Regions from separate parts of the Hordeum vulgare genome. Here region 1 is linked to region 2. A link is a contact called in public Hi-C data. All regions are on one chromosome and are shown on one strand. The core of a region is the stretch at or near the end of the contact, and the rest is flanking DNA. Distances in the headings are between cores, read along the strand shown.

What was found. Hi-C and Micro-C count contacts between places; a contact is called where the count stands out from the background.
Region 1: a Hi-C map of leaf shows a contact between it and region 2, with 7 times the contacts expected there. The contact joins the promoter of LOC123444724 here to the enhancer-like site in region 2. A contact is called at or near these places in 3 of 6 Hi-C or Micro-C datasets (leaf and seedling).

The regions. Positions count from the first base shown.
Region 1 is chr3H:530,287,457-530,293,828 of MorexV3_pseudomolecules_assembly, forward strand. LOC123444724 (probable serine/threonine-protein kinase PBL1) reads right to left here and starts at 2,724. Exons shown (of 5, transcript XM_045121543.1): 1 at 2,522-2,724; 2 at 927-1,580; 3 at 1-88. The coding sequence starts at 1,559.
Region 2 is chr3H:530,224,793-530,230,745 of MorexV3_pseudomolecules_assembly, forward strand. No RefSeq gene overlaps it. Among protein-coding and RNA genes, the nearest start is that of LOC123444724, 62 kb to the right of the region's middle. Within about 2 kb of position 2,154, at least 3 of the 3 cell types and tissues checked have open chromatin away from gene starts, as enhancers often do. A contact at or near this core is called in leaf and seedling, where this site is marked.

The sequences.
Region 1 (6,372 bases), core at 1,474-3,973, 63 kb after region 2:
CTCTTGCGTGATAGCCGATGAGTTTACATAAATTGGGATGTTGAAGTGATGCCAACGTATTTACTTGTGCCTTAAATTCTTTGAAACTCTGCAGAGTGGTGAAAAATATATTGCATCAGTGCCTCATTAGTCAAATTTCAAATATTACAACAGGATGGTCCAAGAAACATAGTAGCCATGGCACGTACGTGGCAATTTCTCTAAAATGGTGAAAGGTGTCCAGTTATCTAGAAGGTCTAACCGACAATCTCAGAGTACTAATTTTTTTGGAGATTCCTTAAATGTTGACATCCAGTAAAGCTGGACCGGACATTACCAAGGATCATTAGGCAAAGGCATACCTTGGAGAAAGTAAATCTCCACTAAATCGCTTGCAAGAGAAAGCATGAAACACCACCTCCCAAAAGAACATTGCTAGTGAATGAACAGCTCACAAGTGATAAAGCCAAGATTGATCATGAAGGGTTACAAATATCTCATAGTGAAGAGAACAAGGACGATCAAACACATTGTCTGCCTTCAAAGCGTGCTACCTAACCCACCGATGTTATGCTCCTAAGTTGTATTTACAAAATTAAAATCAGCCTTTTTCTACAGGGGGCAGAGTTGCATCAATAAGCATAGGTCACATGCCTAGATGTAAACAGCAGGCAACGCTAGCCTAAGTTCAGCTTTGTAAACAGAACAGATACTGCAAACGTGATACATCCATATTGGATAGGCAAATTTCTCCAAGTCATCACATGGAAAGAAGAAAAATAGTAGGCATGCCAGAAAGTGAGTTGGCGAACAGGCCAGACTAGCAAAACTATGAGGGAAATCTCCATGGCTCATAATTGATCTAGCAAAGCTATTTGCAACCCCTGACCTTAACATCCAAAATAAGAAGGGAAAGTATAACCATGAAACTTGATAGAGAACAGTACCTGATTGGAAGGGAGTAACCTGGCTACTATTGCTTCCATCTTCTTTGGTTCAACGAAATCATCCCTGAACAATGCCTTGTATGATGTCGAAGTCAGAGTTTCTGAGACACGATGATCGCCAGAAAACCACTGGCAAGCAGTGGAAATCTCATCGTACGAGAAGTTCTTAAGCCCCTCGGACCTCTTTGGAGGCAGTGGGAGAGGACCTGAAACTTCAAGTGGCCCACTTGCATTGATAGCCTTGAAGCTACCAAAGTTCCTCAAAGAACTGCCTTCTGGTGAGGGAAGAGGAAGCGGCAGCGGATTTGAAAAACGATGCGCCTTAATAGCTCCTCCCTTGCCCCTAGAGTCATCCTGATCATCGAACTCAGCATATGGAAGGCCATCCTGATCAACCAGAATCAGGCTCGAGGGAGCAGACAGCACACGTGCCCTGCTGTAAGAGACTTTATTGGCCGATTGGCAGATCTTTGCCCTGTCCCTGAAACTAGGAGGCGCTGACTGCAAAGATGGCACATGAGCTTCGGGCTCTGGAAGTCTAAGGGATGTATCCCTTGCATCGCCCTGCTTCTTGCTTGCAACAAGAGGGCTCTTCTTCTTCTTGGACCTCAGGCCAGTGAAGCAGCCCATCATATGCACACCGAGGAAAAGATGCTGCAGAATTTGAAATAGATTGATGAATTAGCTTTTATATAGCAAAAGTAACTGGTCCTGCATTGCATTACAGCGGTTAGCAGTTGGCAACACACACACACACAGAAAAGTTGTGGTGTACCGCAACTGTGTTGCTTAAAGATAAATCCAGTACGCCTAGGCTGCAAAAAGGCACCAAGCAAGAGCTTGCACGAGCAGCCAACTTAGCTATGGTTTCTTTTCGTCAAGTACTGTACAACAAGTAGATCATGTTACTTCTACCGTCCCAAGAACTGATCTACCCAGGCACCAGCCAGGACCAGAGAGAGATACTACGTGGCCTGGCTGGTTCGACGCATTGGTCCATAGACGCCACATTCAATTTCCAAACACCGTCCATTATTAATTTCGTCCCCGATGCAGGTTTCGCAGAAATTGCGCATGCCCACAGCAGCAGCAGCAGCAGCTACTGCCACCAGGCACCAACTCGAAAGGAACGGAGTTGAATGGTCAGAGCTCTCACCTAATCTGGCCAAATAACAAACTGGGTCAAGAGACCGGCTAAAATAAGCAACCACGCTCAGCTAGGTAATTGACCCCACCAAACCCAGCCAAGAACCAGCCGCCCCGGATTAACCGGGACATTTGACCAGCACGCGGTCGTAATGGCTAATGAGCCGCAGCTCATGGCCGGCGGGCTGAAAATCGCCAAGGGGGTGTCACCGGGACGCTCAAAGGCGTCGCATTTCTCGCTCTGAAATCAGCATGCACGCCGAATCCCGAGCCTCCGTCCCCCGGAATCTACAATGCGAGGGGCGCGGGCGAGGAAACGGTCAAACGTGCTAGCGGCGCCTTTGAGCCGGCCCAATGGGGAGAGATCCAGGGGCATGGCCGACGACAAGGGGCCGAAGAGCAGCCGCAGCGAACGGAGCGAAGATGGAGATGAGGAACCAAGATCGTACCTGGACCGAACGCTCCGCGGCGGGACCTGACTGGGCCGTTCCGGCGCCTGCGAGTGGGAGGGGGCTCGCCCGCTCGTCCCTCGGGCGTCTGGGAAGGGAGGGGAGGGGAGGGAGGACGGCGGGGTGCAGACGAGGAGAGCGAATGGTGGGGCGAGGAAGGATATAGCAGGAGGAGCTGCCGAGAGGGGGGGGAGAAAAGTAAAGAATGGAGGTGAGAGAGGAGGGATGGAGTAAGAAGAAGCGGCAGCAGGGTCGGGTGGGCACTGGTCAAAGCCGGAGATGTGGCGATAGCAACCCCGAGGCGAGGCGGCTTTCTGTATTCCACCCTGTGAGCGCCGCATTTTCCAAACCGCCCCCCTTGATTCTCGGCCGCAGAAATGTGTTTGGGGGTGTTTTTCCTGCTTGATGGACCCTTGTTTTGTATTTTACCCCTCGGTGGTATTACTCGCAGTTTTGGAGCTGGTGAAAGCGTGAAAAATAGGTTAGCCACCCAAAAGCGTTTTGAATCCCGGAGTCCATGGGAGCCAGTATTTGGAATTACAGCCTCAAAAAATGGTTTCTTTCGCAAATACATGCGTATGTAAACTATTTCCTCCGTTTTTAAATATAAATTATTTTAAAAGTTTTCATAAAAGGATTATATATGTATGTACATAGACATACTTTAGAACGTAGATTTATTTATTTTGTTTTTTTGTAGTCCCCTAGTAAAATATTTAAAAAAGACTTATATATAGGAATGGAGGAAGTATGTATGTATAAATTATCATTACAGATGCAAGAAAAGGTAAATATGTGCCTAAACTTTTATTGATTCATAATTTATGTTCCTTCGGTTCTTACCTTCCTAAGATTATGTGTAGGTTACTGATGCATGTTAAACACCTGTCAAAAACCAAAACCAAAATGAAAAAATATCTTGAATTGAAAAGGTTCTAATGGAAACGGGACATGTTTTCATGCAGAACAGCTCACCGAAACAAAGAACGGAAACAAAAATTAAGTGAATGAAAGAACCACTCTAGGGAAATCGAAACATGTCTTCATGTTGAACACACGGCAGAAACAGAAATGGAAACGAGAAATTCGTTAATGGATACAACAATCTGGTGGAAACAAAACGTGTTTTTGTGTTGAACGCACGGCGAAGACAGAAATGGGAACGAGAAATTTGTGAATGGATAAAACACTCTAATGGGGAACAGAACATGTTTTCATTTTGAACACCCATCGGAAACAGAGACGAGAAATTCTTTAATGGAAAAGACATTATAGTGAAAACGAAACATGTTTTTATGTTGAACACTCGACGAAAATTGAAACGGAACCAAAAATGTGTGAGCTGTAAGATATCCTAGTGAAAGCAAAACATGGCTTAGTACTGAAAATATGGTAGATACAGAAACAGTAATAAACCTTCGTGAATGGGTAAAACGCTCAAGTGAAAACGATACGAGTCGTGGTTTTGTCACGGATGTGCTCGTGAAAAGACTTACGTGTGAGGCCATCTCACCTAAGTGGCGGCTTGAACGGGGTTGATCGAAATCGAGAGATGCGGGTTTACCCAAGTTCTACCCCTTCAATGGAGGTAAAAGCTCACGTCCTGTATTCGATGTTTATTGATGATGCTCTCGATTACAAGGGTGCACAATTGCTATGTAGCTCTCAAGGGTTTCTAACTTATCCTTTCTACCTCACGTGCTCCCCTTTATATATATATATAGTTGGAGGCCCTGAGATTACAACAGTGTCCAGGTCGTATTACAACTCATGACTTATTCCTCCTACTCACTTGGGTGAGGGAGAATCTTCATGTCTTTCCTCATGAGTCGTCCCGCCACGTGATGGACCATGAGCCGGCCTCTTCGTCTAAGCCGCCTCCTGGTCCTTCGTGTTTAAGGGCCTTCAGCCCAAGTTATAACCGAGGCGGGTTACCTGTTGGGCGGGTCAACCCATGGGGTATATCCACAACATTATCCCCTAGTTTAATTTGGATTTATCCATGTTAAACTTCGTCCTAAAAAAGAAAGAACCTCAAAGGCGAAGGTTTAAGTCATCTTCAATTTTGAGTCGGTAATCTTCTTCTTGAGAAAAACTTCGCCTGGGTCAACATTTTGCCGGGTTATCTGCCTTGTTTAGGGCTTTGTATTTTATCACCGTTGTTATCATGACATCATCCCGCGAATCACTCACGCCATCAAGTCATCATGGCGAATCTTTTCAAGTAGTGCCCAAATCCCCATCAGGCGGGGAAATCGAGGCGTCTTGTTAGCTGCAAATTATTGCGTGTGTTCTATTTTTTACTGCACCGCTTCGCGTCTCGTCTTATTATAAATGGACTCTCTAGCCTCTAGTTTAACCTTTTCATCTCCTCTTCTTCCTCTCGCCTCCAGTGCTTCTCTCGAGCTTCGCCGGCGCCGCCCTTCCACCGGTGATTCCGCCCTTGCGCAGTTGCCATCGGAGTTCATCTTCATCACAACACAATATTCCCAGAAAGTGGTCGTCATCAACTCTCCTCTGCTCCAAGCTCTGTGAGCCCCATTAGTGCCCTAGGTCATCACTAGTTGTCCATAGTTCATCGTCATTTCATCACATGCTCCATAGGTCATAGTTATAGATCTATAACCACTTCTCACCCATCGTATGGTGTAATTTCACCACCGTCGTCGCCTCGCAACTTTTGTAGATCCATAGCAGATTTATCTTCAATCCTTGTAGATGCTCTGTTTTGGTAGCTCTGCTATCAAGAGCATATTTTTCTTCCTTTTTGTGTATTATTTAGATCCATTTGTTCTGCCACTTCGATAGGAAGTTGTTTGTTGCTTCAAAAATTTGCGCTAAGTCCCCTGGATCTCAAGTTTTCACCCATTAACCGGCTCTAGCTGATAGCTTGTGAGATGACCGGCTCAATATATTTCACCCTTTTGACCGGCTTGTCTTGTGAGTTTTTTTTTTACCGGCTACTGTAGGGAAAACCCCCACAACCTTTTTTCTTTTATTCCCATATATAAGAGCAGTATGTACAAGGAGAAAATAGAATGTACAAATGGGATGAGGAGCTAAGGCTACAAACCTCAAGGAGGCAAAAAGGAAACCCATTTAAGGAGATCATCCCTGAAACTAGCCTTAATCCTATGAGCTAACAGGGAAATGTCATGGATGAAGCCAGATCTCCATTTTCTGAACTTTGGCTGCTCCTGGTTAAAGACCTTGGCATTTCTGACAGTCCAGATGTTCCAACATGCAGTGAAGATCCTCGTATTCCGGCATTTTTTTCCTTCGCGACTTGTTTCTTTGCAGCGGTACTATCAGTCACAATGCCCCCCAAAACCATCAAAATTGTCGGTTGGGTCAGATCTAGGGCATCACAACTCACTCTAGAAGAGCTCGTGGCCCAAGGGCTTCTGCTGGCTCAAAACAAGATCGAGTGGCGGGTTCTTGAAGAAGAAAATTCTCCTCAACCCAAACAAGGGGAAATAGTCATCTTTGGTGATCATCTGCTCACGGGTTTTCGATCGCCCAGGTTGAAATTATTCAGGGATTTACTCCACTTTTTCCAGCTCAGGCCCCAAGACATTGGCCCAAACTGCATGACCAATATTTGTCAGTTCCAAGTGCTTTGTGAGGTTTACCTTCACATTGAGCCGACTATAACCCTATTCAAGTAGCTTTTCAACATCAACCACCACACATAAGTGAAGAATGGCACAAATGTTAAGCTTGGTGGGATCACCATCCAAAAAAGAAAGAATAGTCCTCTCCCTGAATCCAAATTGGCGAGTCATCCTAAAGGTTGGAGCGCCCCCTTGTTTTATTGCAAAGATACCTCTCCAAATGGCCAACATTCTCTG
Region 2 (5,953 bases), core at 904-3,403:
GCTTGTACGTAGCTAAGCATAGGAGTTTAGGCTAATTGCTGCGATCAGACAGTTTAGCGAGGAACAGACCTGTCAGTATCAATAAGAAAACTCAATGCAACTATGCAAGACACAGAAAGTGTACTTGTGATGCCTCAAGGAGAGGATCATGAACCTTGCCATCTGGAGTTTAGAAGCTCATCAAAGATGAAGATTGTTTCGCAAAACTTGAACTGCTTTGGCACAAAGCAACTACTCTGTTCCTGAAAAAAATCACTCTGGAGTCTGGAGTATTAACCAGTTGTGATTAAGAAACATCTTTAACTGTATCTGTTTGAGGCAAGGTTAATAGTGTCGTGTACTATCACAGAGACCATATGATAACAGGAGCATATAGAAACTTCCAAGATACTGTATCATTTCACACTGCCAAGCCCCTACTGTGTCCCCTGATGGCAGGATCTCTGTGCAGAGTATTACCGCAACTTTATCACCCCAATCTATATCCCGACCACCATTGTTGTTATTCAGATGTCGCAGAAAAAACATTTACTTACATTAAGTCCTGAGCTGGTCTCTTTCTTTTTGTCTTGTGATCTGGGTTCTGAATACCACTTCATCATCCCTGTAGCAATCAGATCTCCCATTTGCAACAGGTCCACACAGCCTCACCAGAAGCACAGCGAAAACATAGTCAGCATGTATTGGCTTGGCTCTGCACCGTGATCTGCTGAAATGTTGTTTCCAGTCTGAAAATTGTTGCTCAACGTGTAGGACATAGTATATTTATTGCTCAATGGTACCTTCACTTGGCAATGGACATTACAGAATCATTGGCAATAGCTGACGTGGTTTTAGTTCAAATTCAACTTAAAACCACGTCAGTTATTTCCGAATGGAGGTAATATTTTTGAGTGCAAAAGGGGAACAAGAATATTTCCCATGCTCGATATTCATCTCTCATCCAATATGCATTTTCTTTAACCGGGCATAACCCCCTTCCATTAACTGAATAACGGAAATACAACACTTCAGAAGCAGAATAAGGTGGAGACGGGAGAACGGAGAGCGAGTTCAACACATCACCGAAGAGAGTTCAACGCATCACCAGGAAACCCACTGCAGGTGCTCGTCATAGAAACACCCGCTGCAGGACGAAAACTCGACAACACCATCATCTATCCTACCAACAGTTTAGACACTCGCACAGGAGCAAAAGTGTGTATCACCCACGCAGGAGCAGACCAATCAGTACCAACTAAACAACCACCAAAAGAAGACAGGCTAAAAACGATGCATCGAGCAACCCAGAAGCTCAGGTAGCATCACCCTGCACAGCCGCACAGCTCCTCGTCATGTTCTTCGCGTTGTTCCTCAGCATTACGGCACCTCTCTTCAGATCTTCCCCATCACCATGCTTCAGCATTCCTGCCCGATATGCAAATTGCAGATAACGCTAGCAGTTTGTGGTGTCAATTCAGAATCATAAGAATGTATATCCTTGTAAGAAACATAGTTGATTTATAGATGTGAAACCATCCTTTGCTTCAGACATTTTTTTTTTTTTTGAAATGTTAGTTATCCTGCATTCATTAAGAAGAAAAGATTTGTTCAATTAATTTAGAAAAATCGAGCGAAAACCAAGTTGTCCAATTCATTTATTAAGAACCGGGCGAAAACTATCACAACCGCTGGACGACACGTAGAAAAAATCTCGCTCACACCATTCCAAAAAGGATCTTGTCAAGACAGCACGCAGGCGTCATCGCTCCTCCCCTAGAGGTGTCACCGCCATCCCTAAACTCTGAGCAACGACTCTAACTTCATCATAGGCGATCGTCAATTCAACTCACACTCAAGGGGTCATGCGAAAAGGCATGAAGGCCCACGCCAAATCCAGCCACCAGTGACCAGACAGAGTAAACAACAGTAGTATCTCCCGAGCCGCTCCGGAGGCCCCCTCACCCCTGAACCCTAGTCTACACCCAAGCCGCGATCTCTTGCTGCCGCTGCTGTCGGCGACTGCGGCGGCAGCCGTCCCATCCACTCGACGGTGGGCACAAGGTGCTCTCGGCGGTGCTTCATGGAAGGAGGTGGAGCGCAGGTGTAGGTCAAGGGCGGCGCCGTCAGCCGGTCAAGGCCTGGTGTCCTTTATCGGGAGATGGGTGAGGAGACGGCGGCGCGGGGACCTCCTATACGACGCATTTTGCGTCGTATAAGAACCCGACGCAGAGGGGACTCGCTAACTAGGCCGGCCCACACGGTGAGAGGTGAAAAATGGTGAACGCGGAAAAGTAGAGTTGGTGGGATTCAAACCTGCCACCATCCCACTCATTTGTGCTAGTGCTGCTAGCCAGAGCGACTTCCCAGTTGTACTGATGTAAGTACAACATGATACTAGAAGACCTAAATACAACCGCAAAACATAACACTTGAAAACAAACATGAAAAGATTTCCAAAAAATGAAGCAAAAACTTGTACTTCCCAACAGTCTTGACAAACATAACAAATTTTCCAAATTTATGAATAGATTTTAATTTTTCACAAAAAATAGAAATCCCGAAGATTTTTTGAATTTAGAGAACAAAATTTGAACATGGTTTTTTATTCAAATCGCAAATATTTATGAATTTAGAGAACAACATTTTTAAATCAAAAACAAAATTTGATCATGGGAACAAAAAATGAAAAATTCTGAACATTTTTTAATTTATATATTTTTCTTTAAAATCGAGATCAACAATTTAACATGGGAATTAAAAAACCAAAACCAATTTTTTTTTTAATTTAGAGAACAAAATTTTGAGATTAAGAATAAATCTTGAAATCCAGAACATTTTTTCAATTCTAGAGAACAAAATTGAACAGGATTTTTTTATTAAAATCCCGAATATTTTTGAATTAAAAGAACAAATTTGTGAATTCAAGAACAAAAATTAAACCTGGTAACAAAAAAATAAAAATGTCGAATGTTTTTAAATTTGATATATTTCTTTAAAAACAAGACCAACAATTTAACATGGGGACAAAAAAAATCAAAATAGAAGATATTTTCAGAATTTATAGAAGAAAATTCGAAGTAAAGAGCAATTTGAAAATCCCAAAACAATTTTGGAAATGCGAACAATTTTTAGATACCTAAAAATGGAAACATTTTCGAAAACTTAAAAATTCTATAGGTAAAATGAATTTCGATTATTTTTTGAAAAGACACTGTCCAAATTTCTGAATATTTGAACATTTTTAGGACCTCTGAACATTTTTCTCAATTTCTGAACAACAGGTACCTTTTATGATATTTGGAATAGTATTTTTTAAAATGCGAACAATTTATAACTTTCTAAAGATTTTATGGACAACAAAATAATCATAAAAGAAAATTGAAAAACAAAGAAAGAAAATAAAATAAACAGTTAATAGTATAAACAGAAAATCGAAAAAAGGAGAAAAAATAGAACAGAAAAAATAATTGTTCAGAAACCATTTAGAAGTTTTTCAAAATAATAAAAAACCGGATGAAAACCTCTAGAAAGTATCCAAAACCCGAAATGCTAAGACGCTTAAATGGGCCGGCCCAATTCTAACAATCGCTGGATTTTCCTACGCGAAACTGTGACATTTTGCTGTAAAGCGCGTCAAATAGGGATGTCCGCTACGCCGTCGGTGGACGTTCTGGTCATGTTGTTGTTTTTTTGAGGCGGTCTTAGAGGAAATCCAATTCGGGTTTTGGGAGCATATGTTCCTTCCCATTAAAAATGTTTTTCGTAAATGTAAAAAAAGTTGATGTGCTCTTTGTCATACTCAAATTCTACCTGCAATTTTTTAGTGAAAAATCATAAGCATTTTGAGCTGGGCGAAAAAAACAAATCAAACGCCGAATGTTACCAGGAAATGTTATATTTAATTTTGTTTTTTTACCGACCAAGTACCGCTATCCTGTTTGCATGAAAATAATAAAGCACGCTTGTTAGGCTAAAATAAACATCCACACAAAAATTCAGATTTTCTAAAATGTATTTATTATTTGCTTTGAATTTACTATTTATCAGGAAGCATATGCTCTCAAGAGCCAAAACGGTCGGTTTTTCCCGCACCAAGACGAAGATCTGCTTACTGTCTACTTCTGGCCAGGAGCGGTGTGTCTCGGAGGGCTCCGCAGGTGAATTCCATTGGGCGGCTCATGCCTGGAGATTGCTCGATTGAATGAAACTTGATCACGCGCACCCATGTTTTTCTACCGTCTGGTTTTAGAGGGGGTGTTGCGAAGCTCTGCTATTTGCTACCATCATGGGGCATGTCTTTGTTCTTCTATGATGAAGTTAGATGCGGAGAATGTCACGACAACCAGGATATCAGGACCGGTAATGGTGTTTTGTGACTTGAAGCAGCGGCATGGTACGTGGAGCGATAGCACTGGAGAAATTCAAATTTTATCTTGCAGGATGAAAATTTAAGGTCTGATCTTAATTGGTTGTGCCTGACAATGGCCTTGTTAAAGGCATTGTTTTGTGAGTAAGAATTCTCTTCAGGAAGAAAATATATGATGTATGATCCGACGACAGCGACAGTTTTGCACTGTTTTTTTTTCTTGGAGACATCTCTTTTGAAAAGAAGCTATCCAAAATCCTAAACATTTGAACATTTTTTGAACCTCTGAACATTTTTCCAAATTCTTGAAAAATAGGAACATTTTATGATATTTGGAATAGTATTTTAAAAATGCAAACATTTTATAGTTTTCTAAAGATTTTTTGGAAAATCAAATAATCATGAAAGCAAATTGAAAAACAAAGAAAGAAAACAGGAAAGAAAAGAAAATAAACAGTTAATAGAATAAACAGAAAATCAAAAATAGGAAAAAAACAGAACAAAAAGAATGACGGTTCAGGTACCATTTAGAAGTTCTCCAAAACCATAAAAAACCGGATGAAAACATTTAGAAAGTGCGTTACAAGGAATAGATCACTTTAGCGGGACTTTATTTTTTTCTTAAAGACGCTGATTTTGAAGAAGCTGGACTTCCGCTGCTATAAGGAATAGAAACTGCTCATAGAATGATCTGTTTCCATTATGTCCTGTGTAGAAGTGTGAGTAGTGTCAACATTTTTTTTTGAAAATACATCAATGAGGTACCATATTTTTATAGAAGAGAGAGAAAAGAATTACAGGAACTTGCTAACGATGTGAGCATCACAGCAGGTAATACAACTCAACTCCCACACCAAAAGAAACTAAACCTACTCTCTCACAAAACGATTTAGGACACCAACTCCTAGTCATGCCTCTTTCCACTCGCGAATTTCCTTCCTAATTTGATCATGCACTTGGATATATGTTTTGAATTGTTTCAGACGGTTGAAAACCCTTGCGTTCCTTTCTTTCCAAAGCGACCATGCCACTGCAATGACAAAAGTGTCGAAGCCTCTCTTGTTGGCTCCGTGGAAGGTCGCTCCGTCTTGAAGCCACCCGTCCAGGATGTGGTCTTGCGATTCCGGTCTTCGCACATTAGTGATTAGAGAGGTCAAGCACGATCCCATAGTTCTCTTGCATAGCTGCACTTGATGTGAATGTGCTCCGGATTATCCTCGTCTTGGAGACATATGTAGCATACGGAAGGACTGTCTTGCAACCCTTGTCTCGCACGGCGATCAGAGGTCTAGATCCTGTGTGGCACAGCGAGCCAAACATGGATTTTGCATTTCAGGGGTGCCCAGCTGCGCCAAATACACGCAACAAAAGGAACCCGCTGCAGGCCTTGGCAGAGTCTATCGTAGGCTGATCTAGCAGTGTATGAACCTGATGTGACGCTAGGCCACTCAAAGGCGTCGGGGGTGGTGGGATCTCTTTGAACCGTGGCGATCGCCTGCTGCAGGTGGATGAGCTGAATATGCGTCGAGAAATTGAGGTCTTCGTGCATGTCGCTGACCCAGCCAGAGTCACTCAAGGCATGTTGGATGGTGCGCCTGTTTATGG